Regions from separate parts of the Sus scrofa genome. Here region 2 is linked to region 1. The links are chromatin contacts, called in public targeted proximity ligation maps. All regions are on one chromosome and are shown on one strand. The core of a region is the stretch at or near the end of the contact, and the rest is flanking DNA. Distances in the headings are between cores, read along the strand shown.

Evidence for each region.
Region 2: a contact with region 1 is called in a targeted proximity ligation map of skeletal muscle. A contact is called at or near these places in 30 of 47 Hi-C or Micro-C datasets (adipose tissue, alveolar macrophages, blood and 15 more) and 2 of 2 datasets of targeted methods (alveolar macrophages and skeletal muscle).

Annotation. Positions count from the first base shown.
Region 1 is chr5:17,378,164-17,381,378 of Sscrofa11.1, forward strand. No RefSeq gene overlaps it. Among named protein-coding and RNA genes, the nearest start is that of GRASP, 22 kb to the left of the region's middle.
Region 2 is chr5:17,434,107-17,437,538 of Sscrofa11.1, forward strand. No RefSeq gene overlaps it. Among named protein-coding and RNA genes, the nearest start is that of ATG101, 18 kb to the left of the region's middle.

The DNA of each region.
Region 1 (3,215 bases), core at 183-2,682:
TGAGGACACAGGTTTGATCCCTGCCCTTGACCAGTAGGTTAAGGATCTGGCATTGCCATGAGCTGTGGTGTAGGCTGCAGACTCAGCTAGGATCCCGAATTGCTGTGGCTGTGGCCTAGGCTGGCAGCTGTAGCTCTGATTTGACCCCTAGCCTGGGAACTGCCATATGCGGCAGGAGTGGTCCTTAAAAAAGCCAAAAAAAAAAAAAAAAGTCTATTTCCACTTCAGCAAACCCCAAGTTCTAGGCAAGTTCAAGGAGACCCTAAGGACTGGGCAGGGAGGACCCTTTTTCTCCCCACCCTCCTTCCCCTCCCTCCCTCCCTGTCCCTTTCCTCATTCTTGAGCCCTTTCTTCCTTCACAAAACAGTGAAAAATCTGCAGACCTCTGGGGAGCGGGGTCCTAGCTCTGTTGCAAGCTGTGAAATTTGGGGTAAATCCCTTCACCTCTCTGAACTTCAGACTCTAATCCAGGAGGCAGTCACTAGCAGTTCAGTGCCTAGACTTGAGGCCACACCAGCCTGGATACAAATCGTTGCTCTGCTATTTCTCAGCCATGTGGCATCAGGCATGTTATTTAGCTTCTTGGAGCCCCGGTTCCCCAAATACTAAAGAGAACCCACCTGAGGGCTGTTGAAAGAAGGAAGAAGAGACAAAGCAAGGAAAGTGCTTTGCTCAGTGTCTGGCACATGCCCTCTGCGATGCTCTTTCTCACCTCTGGCCTTTCCCACATACCGTTTCCTCCCCCTGGAACACTCCCCACCATGCTCCACCTCAAAAATATTCCTCACTAGAAAACTTACTTCCTGGGGAAGGAGAAAAAGTATTTCCCTTATCCACCACCATCCCTCCTAAATTACAGTTCCTCATTAAATAACTCGTAGGCATACTGCAGTTCATTTTCTCTTATTTGCAAGGTGGCTGAACAGCAGTTTCCACAACTGGGCTTGTAAGCCACGGCGTGGGGACAGGGGCTATGTCTGTTTTGTTCTTTGCTGTGTCCCCAGAGAGAGGGTAGACCCAGATGGTCTCCAAAGCACGGTCCAGCTTTCTGTAACTCTATGTTTCTTCTTTCTTCCTCCTCTTCGTCTCCAAGTTGACCTAAATAATTTTTGCATCATTTCTTAGGTTCACTGAATCTCCAAGAAGCAGGGTCTAACAGGAAAGATAGCTCAAGAATTCTTAATTACACTCTATTCTTCAGAGAAGTGGCTGAACCAGATTTGGGATGGAAAATCCCAAACCAGCTTCTCTACGGATTTCGCGGCCCCCTTCCTTCCTCAGCCTGGGACCCTCATTCTGGCAGAGAAGTCTGTTTGCAGTACCAAATCCAAAGGAAGAGAACGCCCTCTGGCTTATTTGCATACTCTCGTGCTATTGGTTGGAAGGGAGGCACGGTAGCCAATGGTTTGCAGCGGTGTTTACCCAGTCGCGGCTCCTGGCCGTCCTGTGATGTAATGGAATCCTGGCTGGGCCGCGCGCGACTCACTCCCGTCCGCCTCGTGACGTAGCGGCTTCCCCGGGCCCCACCCGGCGCAGCCGGGTCGGGCCCAGGGCAGCTCGGCCGCCCCCGGGAACGCAGCGTGGGGCACTGCCGAGGCCACACCGCTGCAGCGGGGTCCTGTTCCATCCGGCCTAGCATTCCGGTCCGGGCCCCTCAGGGAGGGCCCGCTGGGCCAGATCTGATCTCTGGCGACGTGGAGAGAATCTGGAAGCAGACAGCAGAGGATTACCAAACTCGATTCCTCTGGGAGTGGATTACTGTCCTCTCACATCGTAAATCACGCTGTTCTCTAACGTTTTGCATTTGTTTACAACGAGCCTGTTTGATTTTGTAATTTAAAAAATAAGTTACAGAGGATTCCTGTTTGTTTTTTAATAAAGAGCCTGGCTTAGATTTAGGGGAAATCTTGGTATTAATGCCAGCTCTGTCACTTCCAACCTGGTGACTTTGGCCACTTTTTGGTGCTGGCCCTGCCGGCCTTCCATGGCAACTAGGGAAGAAAAATGTGGAGGCACTTTGAAAAGCACCCAGCAGGGCCCCTCCCATCCTTATGTAATTTAGGTCATGTATTCCCATCGGAGAGGTGTCCATGGAAGGGCATGATCCCTGCCTGGGACAGCCCCAGGAAGGCCCTGTTTTGTGCCCCCATTTTTTTTTTTTTTTTTTTGCCTTTTAATTGCTCCTAAACCTGGGGGTGGTGGGGGGACCCCAGCCAGCTATTTCTCAGGATGAGGAAGGGAACCACAAAGGGAATCCCCTCCATAGCCCCTCTTCTCATTGAGGGCTGAGACCTAAACTGGGGAGCCCCTTCAGGGCCCACATGGGCTGGGGAACCCCCATGCCTCAGGGTGGTGGTGGTGAGAGGGCCTGACTGGGTGGAGTTGGATCATGGGTTTCTACTACTTTGAGATGGAAGGTCATGTGGGGAAGAGCTCTGAGGATCTGGCTGAATGTCCTTGTGCTAAGACTTTCCACCCCAGGATCCCAATTCTGCGCCCACCTCATTACCTGTGAACCCCCCCCCCTCTTTTTTTGGCCTCCCCTTGGCGTATGGAGTTCCCAGGGCAGGGATCAGATCAGAACCAAGCCACAATTGCAAACTGCACCACAACTGCACCAACACCGGACCCTTAATCCACTGTGCTGGGACCTGGGGCCAAACCTGTGTCCCAGGGCTCCAAAGACACCGCAGATTCTGGTGTGCCACAGCGGGAACTCCACACCTGTGAGCTTTGAGGCTTCTCCGTGGGATGCACTCCCTTCTCTCCTCCTTGCTGGGTCCTGTCTCTCCCTTCACAATGTGTCCATGTTCTCTTCCAGGAAGTCCTCTCGGATTAACCCTTTAGATTCCACCCTAATGCCAGCTTGAGGCCTCTTGGAGGCTGCCTCTTGGGTCTTCTGGCAATGTGTTCATCATTAGTGTTGGGTCCTGCCTCCCCGTCAGACTGGGACCCAGCTTTCTGTGGAAAGATCTTGTCCTTCTCCCTTAGGAATTTCCCAGAAAGTGGAACAGCCCTGGCCAGGGTCTCTGTTTTCCCATCTAGTCCTAGCTCTTGCGCTTCTCTCCCCTCAGTGTTCCCATCTGGAATATAAGCTGTGTGGAAGTTCCTAGAATCTGTATGGGAAAGAGGAGGGGCTAGGTTAGGAAGGAACAAGATGGGTAGAAATTAGAGCGCTGGTCTGCAGGCAGAAGATCGGGGCTATAGTCCTGGCT
Region 2 (3,432 bases), core at 90-2,589, 56 kb after region 1:
TGCAGGAGGCTTCTTGCTACATAAGGCAACCCCGGGCCTTTAACCCACTGAGGGAGGCTAGAAATCGAACCTGCATCCTCATGGATACTAGTCAGATTCATTTCCACTGAGGCACGACAGGAAGTCCAGGGTGGGCTTTTTTTTTCTACAGTTTACTCCTTTGTAAGTGTGAATGCTCAACACACACACACACACACACACACACACACACACACACACACACACCCCTCATCTTCCTTGGAAGCTTCGCTTTCAAGCTGCAGCCTCTTCTGCGAGGCCTGCCTCCTGCCGGCAGGGCTGAGGCTTCAGCCGAGTTGCCCACACCCACGGCTGCTCGGCTGCTCGGTTAACCTCGACACAGCGCCCAACTGCTCCTCTCCCGAAGCCCCTCCTTCAGAGGCTTCAGGGTCACACCTTCGGTTCTTCCGCCCTGCGCTTTCCAGCATTTGCACTGGTCTCTACTTCCTCCCCATCCGTCGGCGCCTCCCCGCCCCCACTTCCTTCTCCAGGTCAGACTCCGCAGCCGGTGACCCCAGTCCCTCTCGCCCCTTGCCTGACCTCAGTCCTCCAGGGGAGCCCTCCTGGTAGAACCTCGGCCCTGGATGGCTGCTGGGTGCCCCCAAAGAACATCGCGCCCCGGGCGGACGGATGGCCCCAAGAATGGTCACCAGACCCCACAGGACCCTCTCTGCTTTGGGCAGCTCTCTCCCGCCCATTTGCCGAATTCCTGCAAACCACGCCCACTCTCACCTCTGCCCCGCCCCCACTCTCACCTCTGCCCCGCCCCTAGCCCCTCCCTCCCTCTGCTCAGATGCCTTATCTCCTACTTCTCACCGAAAGGGGGCGTCCTGGGGCAAGAATCCCTCCGCTCTGTCTCCAGACCTCTGGAGGCAGGGGCTTTCCACGGGTCCCTGAGAAAGGACCCCCTCTGATTCCTCTGCGCCCCACCCCCTTCACTTTAGTTTCCTTAATGCTCCTTTAACCACTCCTTCTCTGCTGGCTCCAACTTCACACGCTCGGGTTTCTTCCACCTTAAAATAGCCGTCCTCTGCACCCAAGGCTCCTCCAGTTACTAATCCGTGTCTTGTCTCGTCTTTGCAGCCAAACTTCTCCAAAGTTATCCACGCGTGCTTGTCCCGCGTCCTCACCCCTCCATCCTCTCCAGTGTGGCTTCTGTCTACTCTGGCGGCACTGGCGAGTCAGGATCCACCCGGAGTGGATTCTTGAACCTGCTTTTACAGTTCTTCTCTCAGCGGCTACTGGCCGCTCATGCCTCTGCCGACCTCTCCCTCCTCTTCACAGCTGTCCCCATGGTGGCTTCCGTGACAGGTGCAGAAGAAGCTCAGTGAGGTGGAGAGGCGAGGCTGAGAACTGGGCTCCAGCATGATACTGAGTCCGCCCTCTCTGGGTCCCTAACCCTCTCCCTCCTAGTGAAGAGGGGCAAGGATTACACCCACCTAGGGAAACTGAGATGATTGATGTAGACTTTGTCGGGGCACGGGGGGGGGGGGGTGCTGTCCCCCCACCCGGAGCCAGCGTGGGTTGAATCCAGGCTCCCCAGCTCCCAGCTGTGTGGGGTGGGGGTGTCTTGCTTTGCCTCCTCCCTGTCTCCCCTCTCCCTGAGGGTCCTGTACTAGCACCTCCTGTAAACTTGCCCAAAGCTTGCATGCCCAGGGCCTCAGGATGGTCTGAAGACTTTCTCTTACCCTGCATTTTTTTTTTTTTTTTTGCCTATTTAGGGCCACCCTCGTGGCATATGGGAATTCCCAGAAAAGGTGTCGAATTGGAGCTGTAGCTGTCAGCCTACACCACAGCCACAGCCATGTGGGACCCAAACCACCTCTGTGACCTACATCATAGCTCACAGCAACGCCGGATCCTTAACCTACCAAGCAAGGCCAGGGATCGAACCTGCGTCCTCATGGACGCTATTTGGGTTCATTACCACTGAGCCATGAGAGGAACTCCTTACCCTGCCTTCTTGCCCTGGGTGTTCTCTGCCTCTCCTGGAGCTTAAATCGCCGTCTCCATGCCATGGCTCTGAAAGCTGCAGCCCTAGCCTAGCCTGGCTTCCAAACAACGTCATCTTAATGCATTGGTCCGTCTGGCAATGACTGACTCAGCAGTCGCTGGAAAGTACCTCGTATATGAGACCAAGACACCCCTGCCACGGAGCCTACCTTCTGGTGGGAGGGGGCCTCTGATGGACGAGTGAACAAATAGGTTGCAGGCAGTAACACAACAGGGCAGCAGGGTGGGGGTGGTCAGGGAAAGCTTCTCCGAGGAGGCGGCATCTGGGTGGAGACCTGGCCAGGAGGCGGACCCAGCCCGGCCAAGGGCTGGGGCACAGTGTTCCTGCCGGAGGGACAATGGGTCAAAAGGTCCCGCTGTGGGAATGAGATTGGAGCGTCTAAGGGACCAAAAGGAGGCTGGTGCGGCAGGAGCTTAATGAGCGACAGGGAGAGCGACGAGACAGGAGAAAGCACAGCATCCTCACTCCTGGCCTGTCTGCTCCCAGGGCCTGGTACCACCTCCTCCCAAGCCGTTGTCCTCCAGGCACCCCTTCCTTCCCCTGCGCGGCCCCTGCACAGCCCGTCCATCGCCACACATGGCGCATTCTATCTCTGAGAAAGCTTCACTCCATCTCCACCCCTTGCTTCGGCTCTCACCCAGCCCCCACGTCCATCCGTGCTCCTCGGCCCACCCACTCTCCATGGGCGCCGGAGTGGTCTTTTATTTTTATTTTATTTTATTTTGGCTTTTTAGGGCCACCCCTGCAGCATATGGAAGTACCCAGGCTAGAGATCGAATTGGAGCTGTCGCTGCCACCACAGTCACAGCAACGCAAGGATCTGAGCCGCACCTGTGACCTACACCACAGCTCATGGCAAAGCTGGATCCTTAACCCACTGAGTGAGGCCAGGGATCGAACCTGAGTCCTCCTGGATACTAGCATACTAGTCAGATTCCTTTCCGCTGAGCCATGATGGGAACTCCTTGACATCTTTTTTCTTTCTTTTTTTTTTTCCTTTCTTTTTAGGGCTGAATCTGCGGCATATGGTAGTTCCCAGGCTAGGGGTTGAATCTGAGCGGCAGATTCTGGCCTACACCACAGCCAGAGCAATGCTAGATCCGAGCTTCTTCTGAGACCTATGGCACAGCTCCAGGCAACACGGGATCATTAACCTACTGAGCGTGGCCAGGGAATCAAACCTGCATCCTCTTGGATACTGGTCAGGTACTTAACCTGCTGAGCCACAATAGGAACTCCACCTGCTCGACCTCTTCACAGTCTCTTAACCTGAACTGACTGGCCTTGACCTCCTCCCACCCTGCTCCAAATCTATTTCACTGGCTCAGCCTCTGCCCCCGCCAGACCTGCTGGTGAAGGAGGCTACTCCCCCACCCTGGCCCCAGGCTCTTTCTTGACTC